Regions from separate parts of the Sus scrofa genome. Here regions 2, 3, 4, 5 and 6 are each linked to region 1. Evidence: chromatin contacts called from public HiChIP or PLAC-seq and promoter capture Hi-C data. All regions are on one chromosome and are shown on one strand. Each heading gives the region's core, a stretch centred on a gene start, on an enhancer-like site or on the middle of the called end of the contact. The rest is flanking DNA. Distances are from core to core; before and after follow the strand shown.

What was found. Promoter capture Hi-C pulls out the DNA fragments that hold promoters and counts their contacts. HiChIP or PLAC-seq counts read pairs in DNA pulled down with a chosen protein or histone mark.
Region 2: an H3K27ac HiChIP or PLAC-seq map of skeletal muscle shows a contact between it and region 1. The contact joins the promoter of PACSIN3 here to the promoter of FNBP4 in region 1. A contact is called at or near these places in 2 of 47 Hi-C or Micro-C datasets (heart right ventricle and skeletal muscle) and 2 of 2 datasets of contacts at active chromatin or transcription factors (alveolar macrophages and skeletal muscle).
Region 3: a contact with region 1 is called in an H3K27ac HiChIP or PLAC-seq map of alveolar macrophages. The contact joins the promoter of NR1H3 here to the promoter of FNBP4 in region 1. A contact is called at or near these places in 2 of 5 promoter capture datasets (fetal liver and liver) and 1 of 2 datasets of contacts at active chromatin or transcription factors (alveolar macrophages).
Region 4: a contact with region 1 is called in an H3K27ac HiChIP or PLAC-seq map of alveolar macrophages. The contact joins the promoter of MADD here to the promoter of FNBP4 in region 1. A contact is called at or near these places in 1 of 5 promoter capture datasets (fetal liver) and 2 of 2 datasets of contacts at active chromatin or transcription factors (alveolar macrophages and skeletal muscle).
Region 5: a promoter capture Hi-C map of fetal liver shows a contact between it and region 1, with 3 times the contacts expected there. The contact joins the promoter of MYBPC3 here to the promoter of FNBP4 in region 1. A contact is called at or near these places in 2 of 5 promoter capture datasets (fetal liver and fetal skeletal muscle) and 2 of 2 datasets of contacts at active chromatin or transcription factors (alveolar macrophages and skeletal muscle).
Region 6: an H3K27ac HiChIP or PLAC-seq map of alveolar macrophages shows a contact between it and region 1. The contact joins the promoter of SLC39A13 here to the promoter of FNBP4 in region 1. A contact is called at or near these places in 1 of 47 Hi-C or Micro-C datasets (embryonic fibroblasts) and 1 of 2 datasets of contacts at active chromatin or transcription factors (alveolar macrophages).

Annotation. Positions count from the first base shown.
Region 1 is chr2:14,893,433-14,897,605 of Sscrofa11.1, reverse strand. It overlaps FNBP4 (formin-binding protein 4), which reads right to left and starts at 2,073. Exons shown (of 17, transcript XM_021083063.1): 1 at 1,108-2,073; 2 at 25-117. The coding sequence starts at 1,339.
Region 2 is chr2:15,378,467-15,382,639 of Sscrofa11.1, reverse strand. PACSIN3 (protein kinase C and casein kinase substrate in neurons protein 3) reads right to left here and starts at 2,343. Exons shown (of 10, transcript XM_021085228.1): 1 at 2,183-2,343.
Region 3 is chr2:15,334,462-15,338,634 of Sscrofa11.1, reverse strand. NR1H3 (nuclear receptor subfamily 1 group H member 3) reads left to right here and starts at 1,850. Exons shown (of 10, transcript NM_001101814.1): 1 at 1,850-2,027. ACP2 (acid phosphatase 2, lysosomal) reads right to left here. Exons shown (of 11, transcript NM_001244740.1): 2 at 3,769-3,864; 3 at 3,371-3,457; 4 at 2,357-2,509; 5 at 2,150-2,248; 6 at 1,980-2,069; 7 at 1,405-1,537; 8 at 543-625; 9 at 321-427; 10 at 23-198.
Region 4 is chr2:15,312,797-15,316,969 of Sscrofa11.1, reverse strand. It overlaps MADD (MAP kinase-activating death domain protein), which reads left to right and starts at 1,748. Exons shown (of 36, transcript XM_021085175.1): 1 at 1,748-2,056. NR1H3 (nuclear receptor subfamily 1 group H member 3) reads left to right here. Exons shown (of 10, transcript NM_001101814.1): 9 at 79-173; 10 at 362-641. The coding sequence ends at 508.
Region 5 is chr2:15,245,516-15,249,688 of Sscrofa11.1, reverse strand. It overlaps MYBPC3 (myosin-binding protein C, cardiac-type), which reads right to left and starts at 2,010. Exons shown (of 34, transcript XM_021085219.1): 1 at 1,904-2,010; 2 at 1-61. The coding sequence starts at 1,928. SPI1 (Spi-1 proto-oncogene) reads right to left here. Exons shown (of 5, transcript NM_001001865.1): 5 at 4,021-4,173.
Region 6 is chr2:15,201,244-15,205,416 of Sscrofa11.1, reverse strand. SLC39A13 (zinc transporter ZIP13) reads left to right here and starts at 2,481. Exons shown (of 10, transcript XM_003122808.6): 1 at 2,481-2,600; 2 at 4,046-4,173. The coding sequence starts at 4,054.

The sequences.
Region 1 (4,173 bases), core at 824-3,323:
CCCCCCCCCCCCCCCCCCCCGTACCTGTTGCTTTAACCGCAGTGGGCCTGGTGGTCATGACTGGTTTGGGAGGATTTTGAACAACTCTGGGCACCTCCACCACCACTTCCTGTTCATCTAGATTTTAAAAAACGAACAAAAAAAACTATAGTCAAACGATGGGTCAAAGAAAACACTGCAGGTGACAAAACAATCTTTGATTTGATCTTTCAAATCTAGATTTCACCAGTTTAAAAACAGGATGGCTATAATCTATCACTGACACAAATAAATGGGAGACTGGAGACGAGAAACAAGGATAGCTAGAATCTTCCATTTGCCGAGTGACTTAAACATTAAGAATCTGAACACTGTACATAAAAATTACATCTGAAATAATCCAACGTCCAAACACACAGACACACACTCTTCTCGCGGCTACCATAGGGCTTTCACAATAGGCATAACTAGAGCTTTTTTTTTCGCATGAGTTCCCCAATATGATTTTATTTTTTTTTTAACAGCCGAAGTGGAAGGGGCCGATAGTAGTATTGTCCGGCCCCGATAGTAGTATTGTCCGGTTACTCTTAACGCAGATAAACACAAGTAGTTGGGAACTCACAAGCTCCACTTCTCCAAAAATATGGAGGAAACCCGACAGCTGGCGATTACTTATGCTTTGGCTGGCATAAGGATGGTTCGCTCACTTCTAAAAGGTCTCTCCCACTTCCAACAAAAAGGAAAGGAAAAGTAACATGACATGTAGGGAAAGGGCAGGTTCCACCGTCACCAAGCCTGGGACGCGGAAACGCATACTCTCATATTTACCCGGTAAGTTATGCAAAACCGAGAGCAGACGTTGAGCAGACTGGGTGGCCGGGCCAAGCCCTGCACCAGAAATGGCGCCTCTGGGTCGGCTCCGGCCGGGCGCACACTGCTCTGCCGACCCTTCCGCCGCCTAGGGGCCCACAGCCGTCCTCCCCACAGGCCCCGTGCGGCAGGCCTCAGATACAAACGCCACCAGCCCGGGTTTCTCTTCCTCCTCAGGGACCTGCTCGAGAGGCCTAGGCCCCAAGCTCCGAGCTCGAGTTTCCGACGTTCCACCTAAGGGCCCTCGTGCACGCTTACCTTCCGAAGGCGAGTCGTCCGGGGCCGCGGCGGTAGTCACCACGGTCGTCGTCTGCGGCGTTGCCGCCGCCACCGCCGCCGGGGCTGGCTGGCTGGTCGCCGCAGCCGTCGTGTCCGGCTCGGTGTCGGGTTCCGGCTCCGGGTCCCGGCCAGGCGTGCTGCTCCGGGGACCCGGCGGAGAGAGCTGCAGGATGGGCCTACGGCCGGGTACCGCCCGGGACTTCTTCCCCATCGCGAGCCCTAGCGCGAGCCGCGAGCGTCGGGAAGCCGAGAGGGGCGGGCGTTCGGCGCGGCGCTGCGTAATCAATATTCATACACTGCGACACCGCCTCCTGCAAGGATCCGCTTTTAACCGGTGGAGGGCCTGCCCGCGCAAGCGCCTGGGGCCTCCTACGCTTTTCAGGCTCCTCCCCCCATGGATGGAGGGCGGGCTTTACCCACAGGGCTAGGCTATTGGCTGTTTTAACGCACAGAAGGAGCTGGTAGCCAATGGAAAAGGAAAAAGAATGAGCGTCAAGCCAATAGTGAGGAAGGGTCTCAGTTTAGAATCGCTTCCAATTACGTCAGGCTCCACCCATGCGTTTTTTGCAGTCTTTTCTCTACCGCCTTGTCCTCCATTTTGTGTCCGTTCTTGTGTATCAGTTTGTCGTTTGTTATGTAGGGAACTTGCTGTTTTCCAGGTCTTTAGCCAAGTTTCACCCAACTTATCGTGGCTTACTTTCGGTATAACACTGAATGTTAAGTAGAATAGTGAGTCTTTTAATGGTTTAGTAAATTTTTTCCTAGAGCATAAAGATGACCTCGTTGTTTATTGGCTGGAAAAAAATGACTAGATTTACTAGCATTGGAGGAAAGAACCTAAATTGTGGGGATGGGATAAGGGAGCCATCCTAATCTGGCCTTCCCAACCTGCTTTATTTATCTTCTATTAGCACTGTCCTCTCCCCTGTCCCCTTCTGCAGCCAGCTGCTGGGAGCAGTTGTCTCACTTCCATCCTTTACACAAGCTGGAGTAACCATTGCACCACGTGGGAAAAATGTTTTTTTCAAGACCCATGCAAGCTTTACATCTCAACCTTTTATGTCAATGCTGAGCCCCTCCCCAGCACTTGATTTTCCATTGATAGCTGTCTCCTCCATTCTAGAGCTTAAGAAATCCAGTGATGGGAGTTTCCTGTGGCCCAGTAGGTTAAGGATCCCTGGTGGCCTAGGAACGTCTATATGCCAAGGGGTGGGAAGCTCTTTACATTATTTTTTTTTAATTTTTTTTATTTTTAATTTAATTTTTTTATTTTCCCACTGTACAGCAAGGGGGTCAGGTGATCCTTATATGTATGCATTACATTTTCCCCCCCACTCTTTACATTATTTTTAATGCTTAAGCCAAGGTGCCAGCCTACACCACAGACACAGCAATGTGGGATCCGAGCTGTGTTGGTGACCTACATCACAGCTCACAACAATGCCAGATCCTTAACCCACTAGTCGAGGCCAGGGATTGAACCCATGTCCTCATAGATATAGTTGGTTGGTTACCCACTGAGCCAGGATGGGAATGCAAGAAATCTTACTTTAATAGAATTGGAAAGTTCTCTGGTGGCTCAGCAGGTGAAAGATCCAGTGTTGTCACTGCTATGGTACAGGTTCAATCCTTGGCCTTAGAACTTATGCATGTGTGGGCGTGACCCCCCACCCCCAAAAAAGTTGGGAAACCAGAGCGGGCCAGGCAGCTCTCCCGCCCTGTGAAGATAGCAGAGCCCAATAGGAAGAGATTCCTCTTCTTTCCTGGGAAGGACTCAGCCAATGAAAAGCCACGTGCTGTTTACTACAGCTCTTCCAACTTCCTCTTCCTTTCTGTAAAAGCAGTTCCTTTCTTTGCCATGTGGGTACTTGTACCTGGTTTGCCTTGGTAGCCAACCTTGAATTGCAATTCTTTGATGATTCCGAATAAACCCACCTCTGCTGGAGAAATAACTGGCAGTTCATTTGTTTTAGGTCACAATCATTTATCGTCTCATGCCCAACTGAGTATACTTTGATCAATTCAATTCTGACCATAACCCCCAGGAGCTGACATCAGACACTTTAAGTTCAAGGGCTCAGTCTCCCACAGAACTGTCTTTACTTCATTAGCCAGCTCCCAAGTGAGGACCCCACCCCATTCACACTTCTGGCTATGAAATCAGGGGTCCCTGGAGTTCCCTTTTGTTATTGTGGGTTAAGGCTCTGATGTCGACACTGTAGTTAGTGGCTTGGGCCACTGCTGTAGCTTGGACTTGACCTCTAGCCCAGGAACTTCCACATATCATGGGTGAAGCCAAAAAAAAAAGGGGGTTCCCACCTCCTCAAATTTTATAATTCTCTAGAACCATTCACAGAACCCAGGAAAGCACTATTCTTAGGATTCCAGCTTTATCATAAAGGATACAAGGTGAGGTCTAGGAGGGAGCACTGAGCTCACACTGCCTGTGGAGTTGGCATGGGTCCTCCCAACACATCCATGTGTGTTCTCCAGCCAAAAGCTCTCTTCAGCCCTGGTCTTTTTTTACTGGACTTCATTACATAGGTGTGGTTGATGGACTCACTGGCCACTGTGACTATGATTGGGCTCAGTCTCAAGGCCCTTGCCAGATCCTCCCAGAGGTTGGACTGGCGCAAAGGTCTAACTCTAACATTCACCACCCCAAGGTGAGTCTTCCTAGAGAGACTGCCCCATTCAGAAGCTGTCGAAGGCCCTGGCCAAGAGCCACCTCTTTAGCATACAAAGACTTACTTCACTCAGGAAATCACCCGGGTTTTATGAGCTCTGTCAGTAAATCAGGGAAAAGACCATATGTATTCTTTATTATACCATATAATTTGACTTTGTGTGTTTTATAGAAGTTCATTTAAATAATGAGCCCCCATTTACTAGAAGAAATACCGACTTTTTTTTGCTGTGTCTGCAGCATGAAGAAATTCCTGGGTCAGGAATTAAACCTGTGTCACAGCAGTAACCAGAGCCACAGTAGTGACAATGCTGGATCCTTAACCTGCTACGGTATCAAGGAACTCCAGAAATACCCAC
Region 2 (4,173 bases), core at 1,094-3,593, 480 kb before region 1:
ACACCAAACCACCCAGCCCAAGGGCTGCCGGTCTCTGGCCCCAACCCTCATGGACGGCACCCTTCCACCAGCCTCTCTGGCGGCCGGCGCCGCACAACTCGCAGCCCAAGGAACCCACGCGGAGCGGTCGGGCCAGGCCTAGCCATGGAGACTCCAGGACTAATTGGCCAAACTTGTTGAACTTGGCCTCGGCGGGGGTGGAGCCAGCCGGTCACCGCTCAGCGGAGGGGGCGCACCCTGCCTTGGCCGGCGCCGCCGTGTACTCCAGATGGTGGCCAGGGACAGCGGCCCCAGGAATTTGAGCTCTTTGCAAAGAACGAGGGGTCTCTAGGGATCAAGGTCCCTCCTGGGGTCCCAGGGCGATTTGGGGGCTTTTAGGGACCCCAGGAGATGGTGTGGCCTGCCAACCCCGACGCCTCCCTCCCCCTGGCAGGTCTGGGAAATTGTCGGGTGCGCTGCGCCGCAGATGAGGCACCCTGTCGGCTCAGCGGCAGCTCTTGCAGTCTTCCCGCAGGGCGCGGCGGCCGGGGGCTCCCCCGGCGGGAGTCGGTCCCATTGCAAACTTTCGGAGCGGGAGGAGGAGAGGGCGGGCTCGAGCAGCAGCTCCTGCCGCCGCCTCCCCACGGTCCCCGCCCGGGCAGCACTCACCGCGTCCTCCCTGGGCGCCTCGGCGGGTGGGGGTCTGGCCACGCTCCTGCCCGAGTCCTGCGGCTCCCAGGCCGGGGCCACCGCCTCCCGGAGTGCGCCGGGCCCTCCCCCGGGAAGCCCAGCCCCCGGCCCCGCCCTCTCCTCGGCTCTGCTGCCCCAACCCCACCGGCTAGCGGCGGGGGCGCAGGAGCTGCCTGCATCGCGGCTCCAGGGGCGCGGGCCTTGGGGTCTTGGGTCCCGAATGAGGGCCGACTCTCCTGGGTGGTGCCTCGGCGCTATAGGGAGTCAGATTTCGGCTTTGCCCCTCCCAGGCCTCCTCAGAGCCTGGGAGACCAGTGGAAGCGGGAAGGGATGGGGCCTGCACCGGCTCCCTTTGGAGGGAGGTCTGGGGCTACACTGCCTTACTCTTTTTGCTGAGCACAGCTTTCTTAGTTAGAAATTAGCTCCGACGAGGCTCATAACCATCCTCTTGCAAGCATTAGGGCTCCCGTTGAATAGATGCAGAAAGTGAGGCTCAGAGACCTCAGAGCTGTAGTCAGGCAGGTCCGGGACTCCAAAGACCCCTTCCTTGCACAGCCCTCCTTGCCAGTCTGGGGGCCCATTCTGAGGACTAGGTCTGACTTCGGTGGGGGTGGGGCAGAAAGGCTTGAGCTCCTCCCCCTCCGCGTTATTCCCAGATAGTGTATCACGATTCTTTTTTTTTTAACTCAATGAATCTTATTACATTTATAGTTCACCACAACGATCATCACAACCCAATTACGATTCATTCTTAAACCCCTTCGCCCTTCCATCCCCTTTGTCAGCTACCAAAGGTTTGGTAGATCTTTCCAGAATGCCCCGATACCACCCCCCACACTGAATAAATCCCTTCTTCCTCACCCCCTTGCCCCCCACCCCGAGACATTTCGGAGCCTATCCGTCGGTTATTTATATCCACTGGAGCGGTCCAAGAATGTTCCGAGGCTGACCTAACCGCCACCTGCTCGACCGCCTCTCCCTTCCCGCTCCCTCTAGGGCTGGGGGACCCGCGGCGCTGCCCTCCGTCTGGCAGCAGAAAGGGGGCGCAGGTCGCCGGAATCCGACGCCTGGGCCGCTCCGGGAGTCCGAGCGGCCCAAGTTGCTGGGGGTTGCAAACCCTCCCGCGTGCTCTGAGGAGCGCCTCCCCAGAGGACAGAGCGGCGCTCTGGGAGGCCAAGAGCCATGCTGTTCTCCCCGCAGCACGTACTCTTCGTCCCCACCCGCTGCAGCCCCACCCCCGCCCCCACTCCTTGAGGAGTGTGAGTATGAGAGCACAGATTTTCAAACGGCAGCTTTAAAAATAGCAAAATTATGTAGTTTCTAAATCCCGGAGGAATCACGTTCGCGTTCTTTGGGCAGATAAATCTGCTCATAAAATGGAAAGGGGGCCTAAAGAGAATGAATGGGAGTAATTTCAGGTGGTAATTTTAGCTGCTGAGGGCTGACTTCTCCGCAGTCCTTGTGGGAGGGTGCAATCGTCAGCTGGGCACCTGAGACAGCTGCGCAATCGTACCTGAGTAGTGGATCCTTGCCTTGGCGCTCACAGGGTGTGTACGCAGCAGAACGTAGCTTCTGAAACAAGTTTCAACACCCACTCTCTCTGTTGGGACTTGGACAAGTCCTTTTTCCTCCATATCTGTTTCTACCTCTGTGAAACATGACGGGTGACTGGGCTGACCTCCCAAATGGGCATGTGCCCCAGCTAATTAATGATTGTAAAACAACTAACTGCAAATCAGAGGAGCTGAGGTAATAGCTAATGACAGCCATAAGGTTCTGTATTATTCAAAATCAGTTAACATCCCACCTAGTGCCTGGGGGCCTCTAGGCACCTGGACAGAAAGTGTGAAAACACAAGAATGAAGTTAATTACAGGAGCCACCTATTAAAACCCTATTAAAAATAAAGGCTGCAAGCCAGGCTTTGGGATCTGAGGAAGCTAGGTCACAGAGAGACTCAGAAAACAGGGCTGTTCATCAGACCACAAGAGGGAATGCTAGTGGAAAACATCTGGCTTCCCCTGGGTTCAGATCTGGAGGCAGCAAGCAGAAATGTTGCAGCTGATCTTAATTGCCTCTAAAGTACTGCAGGGAGAAAAAATAAACCAAAACCCAGGGATACTAAGCTGCTTCAAGGGTGAAAGGAGACAGAGCTAACCTTGGAAAGCCAACCCCTGCCAGTGCTGCCCCAGGGCTCATATGTCTGTGCTCTGTGGCCAGAGCCCCTACACATTCACAGGGCTCCACCGTGAGGTACACAACTTGAACAGAGTTTAAGATGAGATGCCCGAGGTCAGAGACTAAGCGGACAGAAACCCAGAGACGCAGCTTGGCTCAGGGCACCAGGCGGCAGATTGGTCCAAAGCCCAAGTTCACAACACTCACAGACTCACCTTGACTTTCTGGAATGTCCTAACCACAGTACCTTCATTATTTATTTATGCCTTCATTCATCCAGTCAAGAAAACATTTGAATTTTGGCTTTATGCTTAGCCGTATGCTGGGTGTTGGGAATACAAAGACCAATAAGGCAGAGCCATAAGTTTATGATAATGAGATAATATGGACAGGAAGTACTATGGGAAAACAGAAGCAGAAGAGACCACCTTTCACTGAGTGATGACACTTGACTGGTCTTGATGAACAGGAATGAGTCATGTGCAGAGGCATTCTAGGCGGGAGCACTAGGGTGTGCCAAGCCCCAGAGGTGTTAGCTTATGACTTGGTGACCCAGCAATTCCACTTTTTGGTATCTACCCTAGACAAACATGTACAAGTGCAGAAAAAGGTACAGGGAAATTTGTGTATAGTATTTTTTTGCAATAAGGGAAAAACTGCAAACAGATGTCAATCAAGAGGGCAATGGTTGAATAATCCTAAAGTTCACTCATGCTGTGGGTTGCTCTGCAACATTTAAAGCACAGTGTAGATAGAGATGTGGAGGGTTGGGGGGGTATTTTTGGCTTTTAAGGGCTCACCCGAGACATATGGAGGTTCCCAGGCTAGGGGTCGAATTGGAGCTGTAGTGGCTGGCCTACACCATAGCCACAGCAGCACAGGATCCGAGACACGTCTGCAACCTACAACACAGCTCACAGCAACACAGGATCCTTAACCCACTGAGCAAGGCCAGGGATGGAACCTTTGTCCTCATGGATGCTCGTCAGATTCATTTCCGCTGAACCACAACAAGAACTCTCAAGTTGTTTTCTTATATGAAGATCCCCAAGACACTATTGAATAAAAAAAAGCAAAGTTGCAGAACACTCAAAATATTCAGAGAATACACACCAAACTGATCATGGTGATTCTCTCTAGTGGCAACAGTTTGGGGCAGTTCCAGACTAAAATATCTAGAATACTGAGCTCAGGATGGAGTGAAGGCACATGGGAGCTGAGGCTGGAAAGATGGGATGGGATTGAATGGTGAAGATTTTCGAGACGGGCTAAGGAGTTTAGACTTTATACTATAGGCAGTGAGAAATGTGAATGGCAGTGACTCCAT
Region 3 (4,173 bases), core at 601-3,100, 440 kb before region 1:
ACGGAGGCAGGCAGCAGCTCACCTGTGTCTGCAGGACCACTTGCCAGCTGGCACTCCTGCTGCCAATCCTTGGGTATGACAGGCTCGGTGAGGCGAAGGAAGTCCTGCAGCGGGCAGCGGTGAGGGCAGCCGGGCAGGATCAGCGGCCAGGGGGCCTTGTCACTCTCATTCCGAAAGTACATCTCCACTGAGAAATTCCTGAAGGTTCATAGGAGACAAGATGGGAGCTGCTCGCTAGGCTGACAGCAGCGCCTCAGGCTGTCCACAGCCATCAGTCACGGGAGCTCCCTGCCTGAGGGCAGAGCAGCAGCTCCACTCACCCATTATCTTCCTGGTACAGTTCAAATATGTGGCAGGCCGCATAGGGAGCTTGTTCACCGTTGTAGACATCCAGTGCCATTTGCAGGGCAACCAGGGTGGTGTCATGCTGTAAGGGAGAAGGGCTCCCCATCAGCACAGCCCCCCACACCCCCAGGCACTGAAGAGGGACGAGACCCAGCTCTTGGCCTGACATCCGCACACCGCGGGCTGTGGGAGCTTACCGCTGAGTAGACCAGCAGCTTGGGGAGCTGGGAGGTGGTTGCCATCAGGGTCAGGTTCTTCCGTATCTGGGCCAGCAGGACTCCTGAAGGACAGAAGTCCCCAGTGTCAGTGGCTATAGCCGTCACCATCTTCTCACCAGACCTATCTGCCGTTCTCTCACCCTCTGCGAGTCCTGGCTCTGATCACCACAGAGAACTCCAGGCTCATGGGAACTACACAGGAACTCTACGGCACCTGCTCTCTAAGAACTTTCACATGTGTAGGAGAAAGCAAGCTCAAGCTAGCTATCTGTGTTTCAACACCGATGCAGAAACCCGCCACTTATTTATAAATGAGTTACGAAGCCCTGCCCATGTTTGAAGAATTACTCCAGGTGGGAATAAATATAAACTCAAGATTGCTTCAGAACACACAAGATGGTGGCTCCAGGCCAGGGGAACTCTGTCATGTGCAGGCTCTGAAAACTGAGATGTCGCAAAGGTTCGTCAGCTGGCACTCCCTTGGGGTGCTCACGTCAGGAAACTGGCCTGTGTATGACTGTCAGCCTCTTTCAAAGTGGGCCCTTGTGGTCATCTGGAGGAAGGGATTCATTGGAGGGGAGGGAGGGCTTTCTGACATGGTGAAACTTAAAAGAATGTGAATGGCAGAAAAGCAGCACACACCCAACCGTGCTCACTCACACAGGACAAACGTGCTAGGCATCTAGACAGCTGGGGACACCGATGACTAAGGGGATGACTAGGGGGGCCTAGTTCTGAAGAGCAGAGAACACTTCAGGTAGCATGTGAGAGGCCCCCAAGAGCGGATTCCTAATGCTGTAGGGATCTGACAGGGGAGTGACATGCTGCTGTTGTCACTCACCCCCCTGCAGCCGGGCCTTCTCTGCCTGCTCGTAGATCCCGAAGAGGAAGCGGAAGCTGAAGTCCTTTAGCCGGCTCAGACGCTGCATGGTTTGGGGTGAGGCCCAGGGAGGCAGGACCAGCCCGTGTGTCTGCTGTATGTGGCAGCGGGCAGGTTAGCTCCTCACCCAGGCCAGAGCCTCTCCCGGGAGCCGTTCTCTTCCTGTGTGTGTGTGGGTGTGTGCAGGGAGAGGAGAGGCAGAGGTTTGCGACCAGGAGACATGGTGGACAGTGATGAGGCCGCAGGGCACAGGAAAGGAGGCTCGGGCACCAAAAGTGTGACTCAGCAGAACGGAGTCAGATACCACGAGAGCTCGGGGTGGAGAGAAGCAGGAACTGCTGACGATCGATAAACTATTTCCCACTCTGAGGTTCTTTTTCACCCATGAGGGAAGTTCCCTTGTTTCACAAGAGGCGGCTTGCCTGGACCTCCCGGGTAGGAATGGGGTCCAGGCACGGTTGCACATGGCCTGGTCACCTAGGCCTGCTGAGGTGTGAGAGGAGGACAGTCATACCGGGGACCCTGAGCCAGCTCACCTCACAGAAGAGTGTGTCATAGACATTCCAGACGGTCTCCAGTGTCAGGTCCGTAAGCCCTGTCTCGTTGGCCACCATTTCCAGAAATTGCTATGAGAAAGGGATCAGGGATCAGTCCTGCCCTGGGGGAAAGGACAATGTGTGGTGACCTCCACCTCGGCCCCACTCACTGCATTCTGAATACTCTCATTCTGATACTCTGGTGTCCGCCGGGTCTCGTTCTGCAGCTGCTCAAAACGGGGACATGGGCCCAACGGGAACTTCAGCAGCTGCAGACCAAAGGGGGAAGCAGAGGCAGAGAAAGAGTCGGGGATCAGCAGCCCAATGGCCAGAGCTGCCCCCCTCACCGCCTCCAGGGAAGGGCTGGCCAGTCTTACTCTGTCCTCGGTAACAGGCACAGTATGGACAGGAATAGGCTGCCAAGAGATGTTTGGATTAAAGCGCTGCATCCCATTAGGGGGGAAGAGTCCAGCCAAGTTGGCCTCAGCACTCATGAGAGTCCGGTCAAAGTCTGTGCTTCGAACATAAACCTGCAGAGATGACAACACGAGTCTCACGAGTGGGTGGGGGAGCTCTGGCCCCTCCATGGGGTCCCAGGGGAGGACCGGTTCTTGGTGGACACCTACCAAATGAAATCCTCCGTGCATCTGGCCCTCTCCCCCCTCTGGCTTTCCCCATCCCTCTTTACAGCCAGGGCCCAAAATGCAGCTGGGGGGTTTGCTGTCCCCAGTCTGTGAAAAACTCCTGTGAGAATGGCTTTAGGTCAGATGCCCCTCCCAGTCCAAAGTGCTTAGTTAACAAGGCTCTTGGGTCCGTCTGTGTGCCTGGTTTTATTACACCACCTGTCACCCTATCTAGGCCCAGGTCCTTGAGGGCAGAAACTATCTCCCCTTTTATAACTGGCTTAGAGACCAGGAGAGGAAATAAGATATGGAACAGAAATAATTATTTGTGAAGAGAGAGGAAGAAGCTGTAAGGAAGGGCAAGATCAGGCAAGAGCTGGCCCTCAAGGAGACAATACAACATCTAGAGACAAAGATCAAGTTTGTATGGCACACCATTATATGCAGTGCTAGCATAGTGCCTGGCCCATAACAGGTACTCCAAAAATGTCTTGAAAGCTTGAGCTATTTCAGAGTCAGAAACTACTTTGCTAGACCCTTAAATCTGAGCTTGGATGCTTGATCCGTTTTGCCAATTCCCAAGCCAAGCAGGAGCAACTCAGCCTCTGGGGTTTTGTTCCAGACACCCCTTGGGTGTCTTGTCCTGTAGCTGTAACCAGAAATGCCTGGAGGGAGGCGAGCGTGCCCAGCCTCACCCTTAGTCTCCTGAGGGCAGAGGGTGAGAACAGCAGGCCCCGTTTTCCTTACCTGTCAAGATCACAGCCTTACCTCTTGCCGGTGGTAGGAGGTGTTCAGAAAGCCAAGGTATCGCTGTCGCAGAGCCCGGCCCAGCTCCCAGTGCTGTAGCATCCCCTCCTGTAGGCAAACCCAAGGATTCAGAGGCCCAGAGGGGAGGGATGGCTCACCCCCCACCAGGGCTGGGCCACTGTTGCTTTCCAAGTTCTTGGCTGGAAGTAGGAGTGGGTTCATCTGATCCCTGAAGTCATTTATTAAGCAGCCGATTGTGCACTGTGTAGGCCCATTTTAATTGGCACAGGTTAAGAAATGTGATTAAAGTCAGCAGGCACATGGCAAAAAGGAATTCGGTGAAGCCCCAAGTCCTATAAGCCTGCTTGAGGTCATTCATGCTACAGCTCATCCTGAAGGAGAGCTGGCTTCTGACCCACCTTGGTTAGCTGACCAAAGCCCTGGGGCCATTTGTCTTCTTGATAGGGGTCCTTGGGATATGTCTTTACTGGCGAGCGGTCTCCATGTCGGTACAGCTGAGGAAAGAAAATGGTTACCCTACAGGTCACAAGGGTCTCCTTGACGGAGACACAGAGCCCAGGTCTGCCCCATGCTGAGAGGGAAGCGTCACTCCCTCTGGGATGCCTTAACTCCACCAACTGCAAAAGAACCCCAACTCAGAAGTCAGTAACCTCTTCCAGGTTCCAGGGATTCTAACTCGGCTAAGCAATGCCACTGGAGATCTTGGGAAAACCAAAGACAGGTGGGAAAGGAAAAGAAATCAAAGCAATGCAGACGGTGGGGGAAACAGTGAGGGGGTGGGGATCGCCAAAGGCTCCTTTAGA
Region 4 (4,173 bases), core at 499-2,998, 420 kb before region 1:
TATATTTTGGTTGTGATTTGGGGTATGGAAGGAAGACCCTGGCCAGACCTGCTACTCAACTCTGTTGGTGACCTATAGACCGGCCCAACGTGCAGGACCAGCTCCAGGTAGAGAGGCTGCAACATACATATGTGGAGGCCCTGCATGCCTACGTCTCCATCCACCACCCCCATGTGAGTCTCCCCACTGTGCCCCCTTTCTTCCTCTACAGGCTCAGCCCCTGACACACCTACTTTCCCTCCAAGAATCCCTCCCTGACTACATCGTGCACAGACAATTCTCTACCTCTCCCACAACTCCCCACCTTGCCCCCCTTCCTTGGGGAGAGACAAAGGCTGCACTTGTCCCTCTTCTTCCCCAGGACCGACTGATGTTCCCACGGATGCTAATGAAACTGGTGAGCCTCCGGACACTGAGCAGCGTCCACTCAGAGCAAGTGTTTGCACTGCGCCTGCAGGATAAAAAGCTTCCCCCGCTGCTCTCTGAGATCTGGGATGTGCACGAGTGACTGTTCTTCCCCCACACCGTGTCTTCTGTTTTTTGGGGTAGATGGCTGAGGCGTGACTGAGAAGGGCAGACATTCCTGAGGGCTGGGCAAAGGACATCCTCACGTGGCATTAAAAGAGTCAAAGGGTTGGGAATTTTGTGGCTGCTGGGTCCTGGGGATTCTGCTGAAACAGTGCTCCCATGTGAAGACGGTACTGACCCTGCCAAATGGATGAACCTGGGGGCCACTTTGCACAAGGTTGGCCAGGGCCCTGCCCATCCTGCCTCTACCACTTCCTGTTTTCCCCACGGGGCCCCAAGAAGAATTCTCCACTGTTAGCCTGCGGCTTGGCCGTAAATGCCTCAGGGCTGCCTCACTGATAGGACTGGCACTGGGTGTACAGGAAGATCGAAATTAATACAGGATGAGAGAAACCCATTTCTGGATTGGGAGTGGGGGCCCGGCAACAGAGGAGGGAAGGCTGTGTCCTTTAAGGAGCTGCTTCCAGATTCCGAGGAGGGAGACAAGTCACAAGTGACAGCCTTGGCAGTGAGCGGGGACCTCCTTTTACTAGCCCCATTGAGCCATAAGGGTCAATGAAATGTTGAGGCTTAGATGCCCCCTTCCCGTTCAGTGATCCAGGTGGGATCGGTTGTCTTCCTGTGGGAAGGGGGTGTGGGATTTTCCGACCTAACGCCTCAGTCGTGCACCTGTGTTCATGCCCGCGGGTATAATACCTTGGTTTTCCCGTTGACAGCTGAAAAAGAGCAATCCTTCCTCTTGGCCCGCAGACCCTTGGGACAGGAAGAAAGGTCCCCTGAGGCCAGGGGTAGGCTGACCGGTTTCAGGGTTAGCGTCTCCAAAGGGCTGGACTCCATTTCCCAGCGGGCACCGCGGCACCGCTCACGCCCCCTCCCGTGGAGCGTCCCGGTGTAGGTGAAACCGCGGCCTGCGCCTTCCGGCATCAGGTCCCCCCGCCGCCCCTGAATTGGTAGGTTCCACTGCCGAGGCCGCCGGCTTGCCAGCCCGGGAGGCTGGGCACCTCCAAAGCGCGAGCGGGGGGAGGGAAGTCAGGTAAGAGGGACGGTTAGAAAGTCTCAGGGGCAGCTTATCTTGAGAAGTCTCTTCCAGATTAATCCACATTTCCTCGAAATGGACTCCATTACCATGCCGAATTAAAATCTGTTTTAGTAACCTAAAGAAAAAGTGTTCCTGTGGGTCCTCCCCTTGGCACGTAAAGGCGCTGGGCTGGCCCAACGCTCCCCATCGCGTTCCCACTCCCACACGGATAGGTGTGTGCGTAGCCGCCTTTCTCCTGAGGTCGGCTCCACCCTTCAGCCCTCGGCTTGGTGCAGCCCTGTCCTCCCCGGGGGGAATGGTACGGCCCCCGGCCCCCCTCGGCTCCCCCTCCTTCACCGGGTCGGAGTGGTAGGCGCCCCCCCACCCCCCTTCCCGGTGAGGACGCGGAACTGGCGCGCGCTCTGAGCGGCGTCCGCGCCGGCGAGCGACTGACGCTTGGCTGCAGAGAGTCGTGCGGCCGAACCTGGCCGGTCTTCAGAGGCTCCAGAGGTAGGAAGGTCTGGGCCACTGGGGGCCTGGAAGGGTGTTTGGGGTGGGGCTCCCCGGGGGATACAGACTATGAGAGGAAACAGGGGCTTTAGTGGGAAGGGGACTCTAAGGAGCCCCCAAGGTTGTGTGAGGGGGCGTGGGGTCTCGAGAGAGAGCAGCGGTCTGTAGGAAGGGGGTAGGACAAGGGGTGGGGGCCAAAGGGGTTCCAGCTGCGAACCTGGGCGCAGCTTGCGGCTGCGGGGCTAGATTCCTGCGAGGCTGGCGGGCGGCCCTGGTTCCGGGGCGGGTGCGGGGGAGAACTGTCCAGCAGGTGAGGGGGCGGGCAGAGCTGTCCTGTCCGGGGGCTAAACACATGGCGCGCGTGTGTACGTGTGTCTGTGTCTGTGCGTGAGTGTGTGTGTGTGCGCGCGCGCGTTCCCCATTTTTGGTTAGAATTTGAATAAACACTTTGGCTTCTTAAATTTTCTTTTTTTTTTTTTTTAATTTGGTGTTTCAAAATTGGCTTGTTGGGGAGTGGAGACCCCGTTCAGTCTTTCCTGAAACTGATTGTCTCCCCATCCTCGTGCATCTTTAGACTCATCCTTCTTTCCCTGCCTTCCCTACTTCCCCAACCCTGCCTATTGCTGCCTCCTTGCTCTCATTCTTCCCCACGTTGGACCAGTCTGTGCTGATGCGCTTGCAAGGTCACTGCCTGGGGAGGAGGAGGGGAGAGAGCCTCTTATTGTGCTCACGTCAGCAGATGTCCTATCACTCTCTGGTTCTTGTGGTTTTACTGTGACATCCTGCCAAAATGAGGGACGAATCCAAAGGGCTGGTTAACATGGCCATTTGTAAGCTGAAAAGACAAGATAGCTTAAAGGTCTGTGGATTCTAAATCTGCGTGTGGATGGTGTTGGGTGGTAATTGTGTAGGACTTCAGCGGATAGGTATGAGTCTTGAGCTTGATGCCTTTGGAATATAGGAGCTGGGAATGAGGGGCTGCCCGTTAGTAAATATGGTTGAGGCAAGAGGCGGAGTCTGAGTCTGGGTGGATGTGAAGACAGTGTGAGTATAGGTAGTGTTAAGAGGATTTAGAGTCTTTGTGAAGAGGGGAGCGAATGGGAAGAAAAGCCTTATCTCTGCAGTTTGAATAACTAAAGGCAGTAGCTGTTGAGATAGAACGGAGGCTAAAAATCCATCCTATCATTAGTGGCTAGAATAGTCACAAGATCTCAGGGTCCTTGTTTGTGACTTGTTTGTGGAGGGAGACAGCATTGTAGAGCATGATAATGATTTGTTTTATCAAATGATTCTCAAGGAAAGAGGGACTGGGATCCCAAGGATAGAGGCCTGATCCCTGATATATTAGTAGAAGATGCTTCAGGTGTGATCTTTGAGATTTTAGCTGGAAAGGGCTCCTGGTTTTCAATGTAAACGTAGATTTCAAGACTTAACCTTGTGCTCTGGTCCTGTAAATTGTTTCATTTTAAGATACTTTGGCTCTCACTATGCATTTTACACATAATTCTTTATAAAGTATGCTTTTACCCATCTCCCATTTCATTTTTTTCATTTTCCTCCACTTTTTCTGCTTGGGAGGAACTGGATTCTGCTCTATAACAGGGCCTTACATTCTGCAGAATGCTCAAGATTCTGTGGCAGTGGAGAGAACCAAAGAGCTTTTGGGGTGGTGGTGATGCCTAAAAATGAATATATAGCAAGATTGGGAACTTGGTTTTGGTTGTGTAGAAAGGTGATATGTCTATGAAAATCCAGAATTAGGACCAAGTGCAAACTAAAAGCAAATGGGGGAGAAGATAACCTCATAATAATAGCTGTCAATGGAAGAGGTATCTCCAGATTCAAGGAGAATGAATTATTATGGGCATTGGCCAACTCTGGAGTAGCAGCTGCTAGCACTGTGCGGTCACCAAGCAGGGGAGGGGCCGTGGCTCTGCTATATATAGTCCTAGAGCCAGAGTTGCTATGGAGATAAAACTAAATCCTATTACCTGCAGGTCCTCTATTGGGAGCAAGGGAAAGGAAGAGTATTTTGAAATTTTGAAAGGTGTTGTAAATAGGTCTTTTTTTATTATTAAGTATGAGAGGGGGGAAAAAAAGATGGAACTTCTACTCAT
Region 5 (4,173 bases), core at 761-3,260, 350 kb before region 1:
AACACAGCAGGACTGCCAGCAGCCACCTCCACTGACCGTGGCTTCTTGCTGAAGGCAGAGACTGGGGGGCCAGCAGAGTCTGCAGGGGCCCCTGGCTTGCCTATGCACCCCACCCCTGAAGCCCCTCTTATTAAACATGGAGATAAGTGCTTTAATGATGAAATATGCTGAAAATCACATCACCCCATTTAATACTCCAGCGGCTATATGAAGTAGGAGCAGCTATCATGCCCATTTCTCAGATGAGGACTCCAAGGTTCAGAGAAGTTAAGTGACCTACCCAAGATCACACAGCCTATAGGCGGCACAGCCAAGCTTGTGGTCTAACCTCCACACACAAATTTTGCTGGGTATATCCCTGGATACATCACCCTCCCAGCCTGTGGAAGCCCAACCCCCCTTCCCCCACCAACAGGGGCCCTTGGCAAGGGACATGGCTAAATTTGGCCTCTAAGGGCCTCAGGCTGAGAATCAGCAACTGAGATAAAGCTGGCCTGGGAGGGGGCTGGGCTGGGGAGCTGACCCTGACCAGGACAACCTTGGTAAGAACTCTGGGCTGTGACTTTCTCTGCCCTTGGCTGGGGTTCAGGGGCTTCCTAACCATCCTCTCCCAGAGCAGAGGGGCTGCGTGGGGGGGCCATGTCTGGTGTGGGGGCCACAAGGGTGCAGGGTCAGAAAGCAAAGACTTTCAAAGCTGGAAGGAGGCAACCCAACCCCTTGTTGTATAGATAGGGAAACTGGGACCCAGAGGGGAGGGACTTGTCTAAGAGTGTTGAGTGAGACTGGCTCAAGTCTAATTTGAGACTTTCTTTTTCTTTTTGGGGCTGAACCTGTGGCATATGGAAGTTCCCGGGCTAGGGGTTGAGTTGTAGCTGCAGTTGCAGGCCTGCATCACAACCACAGCGGTGCCAGATCTGAGCCACATCCGTGACCTATACCACAGCTTTCGGCAATACTGGATCCTTAACCACTGAGCGAGGCCAGGCCTTGAACCTGCATCCTCGTGGATACTAGTTGGCTTCTTAACCTGCTGAGCCACAATGGGAATGCCTTTTTTTTTTTTTTGCTATTTCTTTGGGCCGCTCCCGCGGCATATGGAGGTTCCCAGGCTAGGGGTCGAATCGGAGCTGTAGCCACCAGCCTACGCCAGAGCCACAGCAACACGGGATCCGAGCCGCGTCTGCAACCTACACCACAGCTCACGGCAACGCCGGATCGTTAACCCACTGAGCAAGGGCAGGGACCGAACCCTCAACCTCATGGTTCCTAGTCGGATTTGTTAACCACTGCGCCATGACGGGAACTCTGGCTCAAGTCTAGAGTCATCCTGGGGGCCCTCCTGCAGCAACTTTTTCCCAAACGGCAAGTCCAGGCCTAATTTTGCTGCAGGGATGGGATGGAGGCAGAGAAGGGGTCTCCCTGCGTCCTGAGAGTAGAGCAACTGCCCTTGGGGCTTTCTGCCCTGACTCTCTTCCCCTCTGTACTCCTGACTCTGGTTTACTTTCATCAGAAGGATGGAAAGGAGAAACTAAGAATCGCAAAAGGCCCAGGATGGAGTTCCCGTTGTGGCTCAGCTGGTTACGAACCTGACAAATATCCATAAGGATGTGAGTTCGATCCTTGGCCTCGCTCAGTGGGTTAAGGATCTGGCGTTGCCATGAGCTATGGTTTAGGCTGGCAGCTGCAGCTCCGATTTGACCCCTGGCCTGGGAACCTCCATAATGCTGTGAATGCAGCCCTAAAAAAAGAAAAAAAAAAAAAAAGGCCCAGGAGGACAGTTCCCCCTGTCCTGGGGCTCAGAGGCCTCATCCCCCTCAGGAACTTGCTCCTAGGCCCCCCCCAATTGCAGATGCCCCCAGCCCTCCCTGCCCCACACTCAGCCCCAACCCAGGCCTGGGGCTACCTGGTTTCTTCCCTGGCTCAGGCATCTCGGAGAGGTCACCAGGAACCGAGCAGGCACAGGCTCCCCAAAGAGAATCTGAGCAGGCACCCGTCCCCCTACTATATAAGGGGCTGCCCCCTCCCCAGGCCCTCCTTATCTGCACCCTGCCCAGCCACCTGCTAAATATAGACAAATTCCAGAGATCAAGGGCTCTCCAGGAGAATGTGGGGCCCCATTGTGCCTGGCTGGCCCCTGGCCCCTCCCCCATCAGCCCACTATCACAGCTTCTGTCCCCCAATCCTCCCTGAACTTCAGGGGTACTCCATGCCCTGTCTGTACGTCTTCTGACAGGTAAATCATGTGGTGGGAGTGTGCAGGGCCCTTAAGTCTGAGGCTGATGGGTCAAACGCATCCTTGCCAGGTAGCGGTTATGTGCACAAACCCTGGGCTGGGCTGCCCTGCATCCTGGCTGCCCTGAATCACTATTTCTCTGTGACCTTCTGCCCCGTGACTGCCCCTACACCCACCTCCAGGTCACATCACGAATGTCAGTTGCTACCCAGAAAGAAGGAAATTACGTGTGACCCACTGCAAGCAAGACCCAATACCGGGGAAGTTCATTTGTCCCCCGTCATCAGGGGGAAGGAATTCTATACACAAGCGTTGTCCATGTGGTCAAAACCTACTCGCCTTTTCAACACTGAAATCATTCTTTTCTGCCATTTTAACCACATTTAAAAGGCATCTCATGGAGTTCCCATGTGGCTCACCTAGTTAAGGATCCAACGTTGTCACTGCTTTTGCTCGGGTTCAATCCCTGGCACGGGAACTTCATGCCAGGGGTGCAGCCAAAAACAAACAAACAAAAACACAAACAAAACCAGAAAATGCATCTCATGCTCCTGGGCCTTCTTTAAAAGGGAACTGAGCCCATTTCCCTCGCTCGGGGCTAGGAGCCCTGCATAGGGGGTGTTGCGGATGGGCTTCCCCAGCCCAAGCCCTTGGGGCGAGGAGGTAGAGTGTGTGTTGGGGGGGGTAATCTGTCCCAACAGGAATGGCCCCAGAATCTGGGTTCTCTGAGGTCTGCAGGCTGCTGAGCAAAGTTCCTCAGTCCCACACTGTTGGCTGCCTCTTCTTGCTACTGTTGGAAGCAAGAGCTTACAGGTTTCCCTGATCATCTTTTTCTGTCTCTCCCCTGCCATAGGCTCTAAGCCAGAGGGACCAGACACAAGGGTACACTCGAGAGGTTCGCTTGTACCAGGGTCCTGCTGGCAAGGATCCCATGAGGACACTGCAGCTGACAAGAGCTCTGGGGCTTAATTCCTGCTCCTGACCGAGCTACGAGCTACGGGTTACCCTCTCGCAGACACGTGAAGCTTCTCACATTACAATGACGTAGCAGCCCACGTGGGATGGGATCCAGCCCACCCCTTACTCGTGGTGTGAACTAGGACAAACTATTTGACCTCTAAGAGCCTCAGTTTTTCAGTTTATAAAATGGGATGCTATTAGATACCACTCCTCAGGGATGACATGTAATAAAATGGCCAAAAAATCCAGTGTTGTTGCCATTATTATTATTATAATCATCACTAGGGTCATAGCCTACAGCTTATAAGCTTAAGGCTCATGGAGGCATCTAAAAAAAATTTATTCGTTGCAGAGGGCTTTTTAATGATTTATTTGCCTAAGAACAACTGAGGACTCTTCCATCCACAGGCTCTAAATCCTGGTCAGGTACAATGTGTCATCTGTCCTCATGTCCCCAGTGTCCAGCATTGGAAAGGATCCTTAGTAAATGCCCGAGGGACAAATGAGGAAAAGACATATCAGATGGCGGGGGGTGGGGGGGCAGACAAGGTGCACAAAACATTTTTTTTCCCCACACCTGACACATATGACACCTGACACATATGAAAGCTCCCAGGCTAGGGGCTGAATCAGAGCCACAGCTGTCGGCCTAACCCACAGCCATGACACCAGATCCAAAACACCTCTGTGACCTACACTGCAGCCTGCAGCAACATGAGATCTTCAACCCACATCCTCACAGACACCATGTTGGGTTCTTAACCCACTGAGCCACAACGGGTGCTCCCACAAAACATTTCAAAAGAGACTCTGTACTACAAGAGGACTCACTGAGAATAACTTTAATGTTTTGTTTTTTCAGGAAGCTGATGGGGGAAAGGTGTGGGGAGGGAGGGAGGGATGCTTAAAGAGGAGAAGGATTCAATTTACACGAATAAGATGACTTCGAACTCCCAAGGAAGTACTGCTAGTACTAAGCA
Region 6 (4,173 bases), core at 1,232-3,731, 310 kb before region 1:
ACTGTGCCAGGCCGGGGATTGAACCTTTGTCTCAGCGCTCCAGAGACACCTCTGAACCCATCGTACCACGGCAGGAACTCCCATAAATGTGATCTTATACAGGTTTTAACGTGTTTTTAAATTTTTTCCTTTTATTTATTTGTTTGCTTATTTTGGCTATGCCCGAAGCATGCAAAAATTCCCAGGCCAGGGACTGAACCAGAGCCACAACTGTACCCAGAGCCACAGCAGTACCAACACCAGATCCTTAACCTGCTGAGCTGTGAGGGAACTACAAACTTTTCCTTTTACATTTTTATATTTTTCCTCCCCGCACCATGGAATCCATGTCATCAACCCAACGTATGATCTTCCATATTTTGATGTACTCACAATGATACAAGGACTTAGATATACCAATACCTTTAATTACATGTACACATACGTGTTTCCTTTTTTTCTTTTCTCTTTATTTTTTAGGGTCGCATCCATGACATATGCAAGTTCCCAGGCTAGGGGTTGAATCAGAGCTGCAGAAGCCAGCCTACACCGAAGTCACAGCAATGCCAGATCAGGGCTGTGCCTGCGACCTGCACCACAGCTCAAGGCAACACTGGATCCTTAACTCACTGAGCAAGGCCAGGGATTGAACCCTTGTCCTCGTGGAGATTAGTCGGGTTTGTTTTTGCTGAGGCACAATGGGAACTCTCCTTTTTGTATATATTTTAAATTAGTAGATTATATTAAATAAACATTTCTGCATCTCCCTTTTCTCACTCATCAATACCTGGAAGCCCCTGGCAGATTTAATTCACTGTTTTTAACAGCCACACACTTGCCCACCCACTGTGTCTTTCTACTTGGTCCTCCTGGCTCAAGGTCATCTTCTAGAGTAACATCTCCACCTCTACCTCCAATACATTAGGGAATCTCACCAGGCCAGGTGAGAGAAAAAGGCAGTGGGAAGGCAGCAAGTGGTGTTTCTAGCGCTGTCTTGTCCATCCCCTTGCTGGTGGCCAGCAGCCCTCAGCCCCTAGAGGCGGGAATGCTGACTATGTTATTGTGAAATCATTTGTATATTGTGAAGTGCTTTGCATATGATGGAGTGATTTGCATATATGGGGGGCATCTTAGAGATCCCAGAGCAGCATCCCTGAGTGTCCTCCTCCTCCTCCCTCTGCAAAGTAATCAACCTAGGGTTTCCACTTCAGAACTTAGGCGGGGGAAGAGGAGGGTGTCCCGGCAGAACTGTGGGCCTTGAGGGGGAAGCAGACAGGGGGCTTTCAGAGGAAAGCTGATCCTTCTTGGTAGGATTGGGGTCTAAGAAAGGCAGCGTTGGAGTGTGAGGTGGAACAGGGCAACTGGTGTAGCATATGACACTTGTGCCCTCAGAGCCCCCAGTAAGGGAAAGTGACACAGGATGGATGAAGGAAGTACCCTAGGAGGCAGATGAGGGTCAGAGGCTTAGAGACTCCCACCCTGTCACAATCTCTGTCCAAATGAGTACCCAAGGGCCCGTTCCTGAGTATAGGTGGTCCTGGCTGATTCCCAGAGAAGGATGCAAAGTGGAAATGCCAAGCCAGATTCCTAAGACTCTAGAAATGAGAGCTGCTGTCACATGCCCTGGGTTCAGGAATATTCAGGTTTCAATTGTGGCTCTGTCATCCGTGCTATTGTGTGACCCTGGGCTAACTACCCCACCTCAATGGGCTAGGCTGAGGGTTCTTTAAGACAATGCAAGCAGAGTAAATGGCAGGTGTTCAGCAATAAACTGCGGTTATAATAATAATGCTATTGTTTGCTGCCTTAATCTGAGGTGAGGGAAGCACAGAGCTCTTGCTCCCCCAGGTTTGGAGTTACCAGCAGCAGTGTCAAGCCACCGTGCATTGGACTCCAAAGGGTTACAAGCCCTGGAGACAAAGGCCTGAGGTTCCCAGTGAAAAACCAAAGCATAAAAATAATTCGATGAGTAAGAATAAAATTCCCTCTTCTGAGGTTCCCGAGGCTAGGCCCCTCCCTGCGGCAGACACTTCCCCTTTCCCTTGCTCATGGAGGAGCCAGACCAGGCTGACTCAGAGAAGGAGTGCCGCAGCCATCCTCCCACCCCGACCCCGGCCCCAAGCCCCAGCACCGGCCCCGGCCCCGGCTCGGAACGGCACAGTCTAGAAGCCGAGCGCGCCCCCGTGCGGCCGCGGCCGGGACTGCCACCCGAGAGAGGAAGCGGCGGCCAGGCCCTCAAGCCCAGCCACCCGGCCGCTCGTGGTCCCTAGAAGGCCGCCGCCTACGCCCTGCCTAGCCCGACCGAGTGCGGTGTCCAGCGGGCTCCCACTTCCGCTCGACCCTCCCCGCTGTGCCCGGTCCGGCCGGAGCGGAAGTGCGCCAGCCGCCCGGGTCCCCCATGGCCGCGAGGCGGAAGCGCGCTCCGACGGCCGCTCCCCCACTACCCCGCGGCGCGCGGCGCGTCGGGTTCCGGACAGGTCCCGTGTGACGTGGCCGCGCGCGGGGGGCGGCTCCGGGCCGGGGGCCGGGTGGCCGGGCCGGGCGGGGCAGACCCGGGGCGGGGCGGGGCTCCGCAGCTGGATGGCCGGGGCCGCCCGTAGCGCCGCCGCTGCCGCCGCAAGGTGAGTGACCGCCCGACCCTCAGGGCCCATGCCCCAGGCGGGACAAACCCTGCCCATCCCGTTGACTTCGGCCCGGCTTGTCTAGATCAGACCTGGGCCTCTTGCCCAGAGCCCGGGAATTCAACTTCCTTGGGCTCTTCTCCCGGCTCCCCACGCGTCGCTCCTCATCTCTCCCTCTCTCTCCCCTTCCGCATCCATCTCCCACTCTCCAGCTCTCCACTCCTGACTCTCCCGCTCCTTGCTTTCTCCTTTCTCTCCGCTTGCTGACTCCCTCGGTACCCTCTCTTCTGTTCCAAACTTGTGGTCCTCTAACCTTTAAGTGACCCGCCGCCGCCTCCAAGTCAGGCCTGGCTCAGTCCTGCTTTTTGGTCCCCAGTGGAGCCCTGCGGATTTAAGGCCTGGAGAGCCTAGACTGGAGCATCTTTAACAGCTGCTTTCCGCCCCCGCCCCCGCCCCCGCCCCCTTCCCAACTCCATCAGCAAATGCGGAAAACTGAGGCACGGCCATCACTGGCTCAAGGTCACAGCCAGCATGAGGCAGGGAAGACCACATTTAAACCTCATGCCTGAGTTTCCAGATTTGTACTTCCCTCTTGGTTGACTCACATCCAGGTCCTGTGATCCATCCGCTGGGTGCACTCCAGGTGTCCACTGCTCCTGGGTCCCAGCAGCATAAGGAGGGCTTTCTGTGCCTGATCCATGCCAGGCATGCTCACCTGTTTAGCAAGCTCATCTCATTTGTGTGAGGGAGGCAAATTCTCTCCATCCTACAGAGAAGGAGACTGAGGCTCAGAGAGAGTCTTCAGGGATTTACCCCCAACCAGCAGCTATAAGCTCAGAGCACAAAGTCAAGGGCAGGTCTTCAAAGCCTGTGCTCTATACATCTGTGAGGCAGCTCCTAACTGAAGGAGCCTCTGTCTTCAGTCCCACCTCCTGTTTGGCCCATTTCCTAGGAAGAAGCCCTAATGATCCTAATCTAGATCAGCTGGTTGGTTTCCCCACCTGCACTCCTCCTATTGCCCCACCAAGCTAGGTGGTGCCGGCCTCTGTCCCTGGGGGTGCTTCACTGGAGGACATCCCGGCCCAAAGCCTCCCCTGGCAGCCAGACATCCAGCTGGGCCAGGCCTGCCAGTGGCTGAGGGGAACCTAGCCAGCGCCTCACCCTGTCATTAAGGAAAGTTTAGCCTCAGGCGGACAGGCTGACACACAGTCTGGAAGTGGCTCCCAAGGAAAAAATGTGTGGTCCTTGGGAGTGAGGTGAGGAGGGGCAGAGCCGCTTTGCTCCATGCACCCATCATTCGGGTCCTCAGAGGCCCCAGGGGGAGGCAGGCAGGAGGGCCGGTGCCAAGGCCTCTGGGAGTGGGGGGAGGGTTAAGATGCCACGTTTCCTAAGCAGGTGTGCGGCCAAGGGTGGCAGCTCACGTAAGTGGCCTTTGTGTTTTTCAGCACGTGGCATGCCTGGATGTCCCTGCCCTGGCTGTGGCATGGCAGGACAAAGGCTCCTCTTGCTCACTGCTCTTGCCCTGGAGCTCCTGGGAGGGGCTGGGGGATCCCAACAGGCCCTCCGGAGCCAG